2 separate regions of the Mus musculus genome follow, and region 1 is linked to region 2. A link is a contact called in public ChIA-PET data. All regions are on one chromosome and are shown on one strand. The core of a region is the stretch at or near the end of the contact, and the rest is flanking DNA. Distances in the headings are between cores, read along the strand shown. Region 1 holds the start of Rps6ka3 (ribosomal protein S6 kinase polypeptide 3). Region 2 has its middle 180 kb from the start of Rps6ka3.

The links. ChIA-PET counts read pairs in DNA pulled down with a chosen protein or histone mark.
Region 1: a contact with region 2 is called in an RNA polymerase II ChIA-PET map of memory CD8 T cells, with 82 read pairs. The contact joins the promoter of Rps6ka3 here to the enhancer-like site in region 2. A contact is called at or near these places in 4 of 484 Hi-C or Micro-C datasets (the HL-1 cell line, cardiomyocytes, cerebellum and 1 more), 10 of 115 datasets of contacts at active chromatin or transcription factors (the SCID.adh cell line, T-cell acute lymphoblastic leukemia, cardiomyocytes and 7 more) and 3 of 9 other capture datasets (adipose tissue, liver and pancreatic islet).

What each region holds. Positions count from the first base shown.
Region 1 is chrX:159,253,159-159,257,458 of GRCm38.p6, forward strand. Rps6ka3 (ribosomal protein S6 kinase polypeptide 3) reads left to right here and starts at 2,624. Exons shown (of 22, transcript NM_148945.2): 1 at 2,624-3,030. The coding sequence starts at 2,962.
Region 2 is chrX:159,077,711-159,082,493 of GRCm38.p6, forward strand. No RefSeq gene overlaps it. Among named protein-coding and RNA genes, the nearest start is that of Rps6ka3, 180 kb to the right of the region's middle. Within about 2 kb of position 3,036, at least 39 of the 459 cell types and tissues checked have an H3K27ac peak or open chromatin away from gene starts, as enhancers often do. A contact at or near this core is called in the SCID.adh cell line, T-cell acute lymphoblastic leukemia, memory CD8 T cells and 1 more, where this site is marked.

The DNA.
Region 1 (4,300 bases), core at 1,374-3,873, 180 kb after region 2:
CTGATGCTACTGGCCTGTAACTCCCAGCTACTTGCTAGTTCGAGGCAGAAAAACTACAAGACTTAATCTTAACTGGGAGACTTCGTGAGAGCTTGACTCAGAACAACAACAACAACAAAAAAGTCTTGGGAATATAACTGAGAATGCTCGAATACTGTGAGTGAGGGAGGCCCCAAGGTCAATCCGGAGAACTACAAAAAATAAAATTGAATTAAATTACTCTGGTTTGTTTTCAGGGTAAACAGAAACCATCAAAAGTTGGTTCTGAAAACAGCACACAGCATGCTTTGCTTTTAATTTTTTTTAATTACATTAATTTATTTGTTGAATATGTGTGTGCCTATGTGTGCCAGCCTAGGAGATCACAGGACAACTTCTAGGAGTCAGCTCTCTCTCTGTCTTTCCACCATTCTTGTCCAAGGGATCAAAACTCAAGTTATCAAACAGCAAGTGTCTTTACCCACTAAACAAACCCTCTCCCTGGCTCAAAAGGCTTATTTTATATGGTTTCTATGGGGTAATTAGTGCCAGAGTGTGTTTGGACACATAATTTAGGTTTTCTGTGTATAAATGCAAAACAATACATAATTCCATAACGTCAAACTTCTTTGAGCACGTTTATGTTTTGTTGTTGTTGTTGTTGTTTTGTTTTGTTTTGTTTTGTTTTTTACATCAAGACAGCGCGGCCAACTAACCTGTGTTAGGGCCCTGGTTGTACTTGCAGCACCCGAATCAAAAATGGTGACAATCTCCTCGTCGTGCCTCTCTCCTCCAGTTTATTCTGAGCCTGCCTAGTTGTTGTTTAACGCGATCTGTCCCTGAGTTCAAGGCTGAGGGAGGGGGCTCTCAGCAAGAATTTCCGGCTGCCCCCCCCCCCAAAAAAACAGTTGGAGCTTTCATCAGATGAGGCTCCTAGGCCTGGAGGGGCAAACTGCAGATGGCAGCAAAAGGAGCCCAGCACCTGTCTCTGTCGGACCAAGCAAGAAACCTCGCACAGCTCCCACAGCCCGGGCCAGCTAGGTGTGGGGTTGTAAGGTCATTCTCACACCTGCTGAAGGGAGTGAGGCGGGGACACTCCAGGTGTCTGGATCCTGGGATGATTAAAGGAAACTGTTAAAAGGCATGCAGGGAGAGCGCAGCGGGGGGACGCGCTGTGGTAGCCAAGCGTGGGAGGCTAGAGATGCCTCCCTCCAGGCCTTGGGGACTGGGGAGACAAGCTGGCCTGAGATATGTGGACTGGGTAGACAAGCTGGCCTGAGATGTGTGTGTGTGTGTGTGTGTGTGTGTGTGTGTGTGTGTGTGTGTGTGTGTGTGTGTGTGTGTGTGTGTTTCTTTCCGATGCAGGGCGGTTAGCCAGGGGCTGCAGTAGCTTTCCACTCAGCCCAGCGACTTTTACACATCCCAGACATACTCAGCGCATCTAAGCAGCGGGCTCGAGAACCCAGGACTGAGCCTTCCCGGAATCCACTCAGAGCGCCCAGCCATTAATTCTCGAACTCTTAGAATTCTGTGGCTCCGTTGCCGACTGAGGATTGGGTTCCCTTAACCTAGGGCTTCCTCTTCTCGGGCAGGAGGAGGAGTCACAACCTCCCCTCCCTTTCTCCTCCGCCTACGACCAGCTTGATTTAAAAAAAAAAATCTAATCTTTTATTTAAAGTCAACGGAGAAGCAGGAACCCCGCGCTCCTGCCTAGAAGATATTTTTACTAACTCCTTAATCTCTGCCAAGAAGGGCAACCTTAAGGAACCTGTTTTCTTTTAAGCTTTAGGTAGCAAGGGAGGAGTGTGACAGTCTGGGCCGAAACTCGAGGGCTCTATGCACTTGGGAAGGGTTATTAGGGCGGAGGTAGGGTGGGACGAAAAATTTCCAAAGTACTAAACATTGAACACGAGAGTCAACTCGAAAAGCTTTGAATCAAATTGGGAGCCGAACGTACGTATGTGTGGCTAGCTCCCGGGAAAGAAGCCTCTTGAGTCCCCGTCCAAGCAGGAGAAAAGGGGTCAGGTGAATGAATACCCAGCTTGTGACCCTGAAGGAGGAGAGTCTTGGGCCAGGAGGGGATGTGCCCATAGCCTAGGCGCGCCCACGCGCACCCCTGGAGGAGAAAGGCCGAAAAGACACCTCCTGCCTCCGCCTGGGGCTGCTACCACCGGACTGCGCCCCCAGCGCCTTGCCCAGCTTCACCAGCTGAGCGCGAACCCCTCTGCTCTCCTATTCTCAACTAGTCTCCGAGCTGTTAGGACTCGTGGCAGTCAAAGGCACCTCGTCCGCCCCGCAGAGCCCATTTCTCTCCCCACCCCATCTCCCGCCAACGCCCCCAAATTTTTTGGGCTCGCCCTTCCTGAAAGTAGGCGAGGCCCAGAAGCTGAGGCTAGAGAGAGGAGGTGGAGGAGGAGGAGGAGGAGGAGGAGGAGGAGGAGGAGGAGGAGGAGGAGGAAGGGGTAGGAGGTGGAAAAGGGGCGGCGCCGAGCGGCCAGCCAGGGGGCGTGTCCGGCACTGGCCCCGCCCCTGGGTGCGCGCGGTGGTGGCGGAGGCCGCCCAGCCTCGCTCTAGAGAGACAGGTATCGCTTAGACGCCATGTTGTGAGCGGAAGTGGGGGAGCGCGCGGCCGTCGCTGTTCTGCTGGGATCGGGCGCGGGAAGCGGCGGGGAGGGGAGGCGGGGGGCGGAGCCGTAGTCCGGGCGGCGGAAGGAGGAGAGGAAGAAAGGGGCGAGCCCTGGTGCCTGGCGGCGGCGCAAGGCTCTCGCTTGGAGTGCGGGCGGCTGTGGCTAGGCGCTGGGCGTTCGGGTGGTCGGCGTCGGCGTCGGCGTCGAGCTCGCTCTCGGGGGAGCCGCGGCTGCCCGGCTGCTGCTTCTCGGCTCTGCCTTGGAGCTCGAGTGGCTAAGGAGCCGAGCCGGCTGTGGGGCGGGTGGGGAGGGAGGAGGCGGTGAAGGCGGCGGCGGGCCGGGGAGGGGGGGAAAGATGCCGCTGGCGCAGCTGGCGGACCCGTGGCAGAAGATGGCTGTGGAGAGCCCTTCCGACAGCGCGGAGGTGAGTGCAGCCGTGCGGCAGGGCAGGCGCGCCCCTTCCCCACGCCCCCGCCGGCGCTAGCTCTCTTCCCCGGAGCTGCCCCCCTTAGACCACCTCCGCCGCCGGCTCACATCTTGTTCCCGGGGCGAGATTCTGCTTTGGGTCGTTGGGCTTTGCCGATCTGTCTGTGTCTCCTTCCCGCACCCTCGCCTCTCCCTGCTTTTGGGGTTGGGGGGTGCCGGTGTGGCGGCGCGTGGGGTTTGGAGTGGGCGCTGAGGCTTTGCAAAGAGCCTGTTTTAATCAACTTTGCGTGGGGGAAGCAGGAGGCAAAGCAGGAGCCGGCGGCGGGGAGTTGGGAAGTTTGGCCCTGCCGGCTCTAGGGTCTTCTCCGGAATCTTAGAGACTTTGGATTCGGTTCACCAGGAGCCAAGACTTCAGTCTGGCCGCCGGAGGGGTTTGCTACAGGGAGACGGGCGCCCACAGGGCAAGGTGGGCGAGCCAAGCCGGGAGGGTTTTGAGTAAGGGGTCCAGGACTGAGGGATCCCCCCACACCCCGGTCAGTCTGCCGCAGCGCTCTCTGCCGCTGCTGCAAAAGAAAAACGGAGCGCCTTAGGTCCCCTACTCCTAGGTTTTGAGGTCACTGAGTTGGAAGACCCCAGTATAACTTTTGCTTCCTGTCCATGGAGGTGAGCGGGTGAAATTCAAGGAGATCAGCGGACGCTGTAAAAGGGCTATCTGATTTTCCTCTCCCGGGATCTGATGATCGGCCCTGAGATACCCACCCCAGTGTCAGAAACCCAAACAGTATACCCAAACAAGGCAAAACAGAATTTCCGCGGACACATCCCAGCACCGAGCTTTTCACAGCCGCCACTGTCCCAGAATCAACTGGCGATCTAAAAAAATAATGCAGACAAGATCCATTCCAGGGTATCAGCGCTCCTCTCCAGAGTGGAAAATCAGTTCCTGATGGTGGCGCGTCTGTGATTCCTCTTTCTTGACTTTTCGCTGAATTCTATCCTCGCAGCGGACTTTAGGGGATTACAGAATGATAGGCTGGGTGTGTGTAATAGTTACTGAGCGAGTGACCCCATTTCTGGAAAGCATGACTGAAACGCGGGGGTGGAATGGGGCAGGCTCTGATGAGTGGTGTACTTGGCGGCAGCCACTGCCCCCATCGGCCTCCGCAGTGTGAGAGGTGGGTAGGGTTACTGGTTACGTCAGTAAAACTCGGGCTCAGTTTGGTGTGAGATGCGGGACGCTGACATTCTCTGGGAGGGGGGAGAGGGGG
Region 2 (4,783 bases), core at 1,786-4,285:
ATTTATCATTTCCCGAGTTTTTATTAAAACCAGTTTTGCTGGATTCAATTATGTAAGTACTGCTTACATAAGTCTACTCTGGTTCTACTATTTAAGTGTGGAGCTTCCAGCCACTAAGAATCTATAGTCTATTTCATCAGAAAGGAAACCTCATTTATTATCTCCTTTGTCAAGTATGCCCTCAAGCTTTATCCACACCATGGCGTTTATCACCTTATAAAAAAACACCAGTGAAGTCTTGGGTTAGAACAACAAAGTGAACCGTAACTAATCACTGGTGTTCTACATCTCACCTCCAATAGCCACTCCATTCATCATGGTACTGACTAAAGACACTTTTATACAAACTGCGTGCTTTCTTTGAAGAGGGTCAATTGAACCTGTCCTGTGTAATCTGGGGCTCTCTTGAGCATGTATCAGACCATTCTGAGGGGCTACTTAAAAACAGATCACCAGGTCCCACCTCCACATTTCTGCATCAGTGAGTCTGGGGTGAAATTTCAAGTCATTTACCTTTCTAAAAAGATCCCAGATGGTGCTGACACTGCTGGTCCTGAACCACACTTTGAGACCCACCACTCTATTGAAAGGCATAAAAAAAAATGAATGTGGGGCTAAACACATGGTTCATTTGGTAAAAGTGATAAGCATTACAAACATGAGAACCCTGTCAAAATTCCTGATGTGCTTGCAATCCCAATGGCTGGGGGAACAGAGATAGGCAGCCTTTTGAAACTCACTGGCTAATCAACCTGGTATTCTTGGTGAACACCAGGTTCAGTGAGAAAACCTATATCAAAAAATAAAATGAATACTGACTGAGAAAGACACACAATTTTGACCTTTGGTTTCCACAAGTGTGTGAGCAGACACACACACACACACACACACACACACACACACACACACATACACACACTGAACAAGGCATCCTCCCTTTCTTCTAAAGTAATGAAAACCTGGGTTTTCATTGAGGGTGGAAATGCACCTAGCTGCATGATTATATTTTTCAATCTCTCTTGCAGTTCTCTATGGCCATATACCTAAGTCCTGGCCTTTTAGTTCTAAGCAAAATGATGCATGAGAATTTCCGTAAGCCTGGTTAAAGGCATCAGGACCCCTAGAAAGAAGCCCATGCTGTATAGCCTTAGGGGTGGCCACCTCCTAATATCCCAGCCTTTGTGCAATCCCCTCCCCTTAGTATGGACTGGATTCTAATATGTGAAGCAGCTGTTATGTCATGAGGTACTCTAAAGAGACACCAGTGTGAGGGAGTTTGAAAGGAGATTGTCTGAGGCCTGCCCCAAACTACAGTAAACTTCCTATTTTGAGTTTCCAAGCTAACATCCTGATTGCAGCCTGGGATATCCAGGGTCAAAGCACTCAACTAAGAAGCTCCTGATTATGACCCGTAGGAAGGATTCAATGAGAACAACAGCAGTTGCACTCCTCAGATGCTGCGCTCATAACTAGCCTACAGCCCCTGGACTCTCCTCCACTTCTGCATCCCACTGGCCTGATACACAGGAATGGGAACTAGAGCTTCAGGAGCCATCCTGTGCCACAAGGATGGAATCCACCTGATGAGGATGTCGGTGAAGAGAGGCATCTGGGTTCCAGCAGTACTAGAAAGCAACACGGGCTTCATGTTTCCTGACTTCCTTATGTAGGGGAGAAATAACCCCTTCCCTTATGAAGCCTTAACGAGTTTATGGATGCCTGACTCTCCTCCTTTCATCAAGTCTATAAAACAACAATGGTATAATTTTTAACAGACACTTAGTTCTTACTATGTTCCAGTGTTCATACTGCAAAGTAACACTTTGCAAATCTTAACCCATGAAATTCACATCATAGCATTACTGGTTTGTTTTGTTTTGTTTTGTTTTCCCATTGTAATTAAGGAAGCTGGGACACAGAAAAGTTCTTGAAGGTCAGACAACTATTAAGTAGAAGAGCCAAGATTATAAACTCAGGCCACCCCAGTCATAGATTCTGTGCTTTTAACCCTAAGTCCTGTTGTGCTAACATTTACCAAGCACTTCCTGAGTGCCAGACATCATGCTAAGTGTCTTACACATGAGAGAACTAAAGCTTGGAAAGAGTTAGGTACCTTTCTGAAAAACCACGAGTCTAGAAGCGACAAGTTGAGATTCCGACCCATGTTTCTTGGCCTTTGGGGCCTGGATTCTTAATACTTGTAGACTGGGACTTCTATTTTAGGCTTCATTTATCTTCAAGCATTCTCAGGGTTATCTCACATAGCCAGTGTTCCCTAAACTTATCTGTATGCTTCATCCAGAGGTCTTGATAAATTTGGGTTTTAGATCAACACATGTGGGCCTAGGCCCAAGATTCTGCACGTCTCCCGGGCACCCTGGTGACCAGGATGCTGCCCACACAGGGGCATATGGAGGGTGCAGACAGCAAGAGATGGACATTATCCTTTGCAAGGCTCGAACTGTAGTATATATAAAAGAAGAAAGAACTAGAAATATTCAATAAAGTTCTCTTAGGGCTTTTAAAGCTCCTAGTGTGGTTCAGAATGTGATTCCCCCCCCCCCATGCCTTCAGAGCTCCTTTTCAAAGCAACTAAGTAATGTGAGTGACCACAAGCATCATTAAAGACAAAAGACCCACATGTCCAAGACCCTTATTTTACACCAGTGAGGAAGCACAGCCAAGAAGTGACTTGCCAAGGTTACAGGGCTAGGGAACATAGGTGCCACTGACACAGGCGGATGCTGCTTAGACCTATTATGCCTGTGGCTGTCCTATTCAAAGTCAGAGGCTGGTTGTTGATGTATGAGATAACTCTATTTCTGACCAGCTCTCTCCTACTGCTTCCAGCCAAGAGCTGGACTCAGAGGAACACCCAAAATGCCTCTTTCGTGATGCCTTGGGGTCAGCAACACACCCCCTATAGCCTGAACAGACAGGAAGCAAAAGTGAGACAGGAAGGAATATGCAGAGTGGCCTGAATTTAGGAGGATTGATACCACAAAAAGGAAGGGGTGAGGTTCCCACATGCCCTGAGGTGCAGAGGAAGTGGTTAGAGTCCTTGTGAGAGCTGACAACTTGAGAACAAAGGAATACTACAGACAGCCTAGATTTCAGGCTATGAAGAAGGGGTTTGCTGCTATATCTGTGACAAGAAATCCCGCCTACCCTGGAGCAGACCTGAGCTCTATAAAGGTACAAACCCAGGTAACAGAAAGACTAGAAAGACCAAACCTTCAAGGTCGAAGCTGGGAGCCAACCTCACCCTGGAGCCCTGGTTTCTAAATGTCTAGAGCAGTGGTTCTCAACCTTCCTAATGCTGAGACCCTTGAATACAGTTCCTCATGTTGTTATGACTCCAAACTATCAAGTTATTTTCATTGCTACTTCATAACTGTAATTTTGCTACTGTTATGAATTGTAATGTAAATATTTTTGGAGATAGAGGGTTCCCAAAGGGGTTGTGACCCACAGACTGAGAACCACTGGTCTAGAGCCATCTTCCTTTACTTAGTAGGTCTTTAGTAAAATCCACAGTCCAATGTGTCAGGTGCTGTGGGATACATAATGAAAGTAAAACAGCGTGGTCAGTATCCACATGTAATTAATTGTTGATTTCGTGGAACAATCTGAGTATTCAGAGTTCCCGAAGCAAGCAGGAAGAAATAGATGTTAGTAGAGGAGCTCACAAGGGAAAACAGGAATGAGCCTAAGGAAATCAGAAGAGGTTCCATGGAAAAGTTGCCATCTGAGTTAAGAGGTCCTAAGCAGGTGTGACTGAACACTAGAATGTCCTTGATTCTTACTCTGTCCCTGTATCGCCAGCCTTTAGCCTGTAACTTCATACCCATCCCCTGTTCTGGGGCATCCAGCCCCATGGCTTGCTTTGGCCATCCAGATGTTAGAATAGACAAAGGAGAGGTCTAAAATATTACCTAATAGATCAACTTGAATTTTTATATTTCAGTCATCACTAAGGAAATAGGCTAAGGCTACTCTACCAGAGGCCAAGACAAGCAGGCCATAGCCAATTCAGTCCAGTTATCCTAGTGAAGAGCTTGTCAGACTAATATATGAGTGAGCTCAGTCAAGGGCAACAGAGACACCTAGTCACCTGTTTCAAGCATGACGTGTTTATTATTGTATGCCATGGAGGTTTTGTGACTGTTTCAGGCATCATTATTATGAAAATAAGTAACTGATATAATAAGCAAAAAGTCTGTGAGACTGGAACACTTGAGTATTGCCTGGAGAGATTCCTTTGGAAAACTAGCTTCATGTGATTTTAATAAGTACTACTTAAAATAAGGCTCTGCTGGTTAAATACATTGGGGAAATGCCGAGTAAATGAAAATAACAGGTTTCTTGATGGAAGGCTTCCCAGGGACTTGTCTGCAAAATTGTACATTGTGAATCAGAGAGAGAGAGAGAGAGAGAGAGAGAGAGAGAGAGAGAGAGAGAGAGAGAGAGAGAGACTGTTTGAAAAGAAATATTTTCCAAACATTATTACTTCAGTGAGTGTACAGGAACATATTATGAGGCGAATCCCAGAAAATCCTGGGCCATTTTACTAGTAGCAAATAAGTTGCCCAAGAGCAGGGATAAGGTCTTTTATATCTGGTCACGGGTCTCAGGACCTACATGTAGTACTGTTGGCCATATCATAGGCACTTGGTAAGTAGAAGCTCAGGGAAAATGGTGAGGCAGGTGCTGGGGGATGAAATGTGGTGTTGTGGTTCTTCTTATCCCTGATCTTTTTTGTGCCTTGCTTATGCTGACAGTG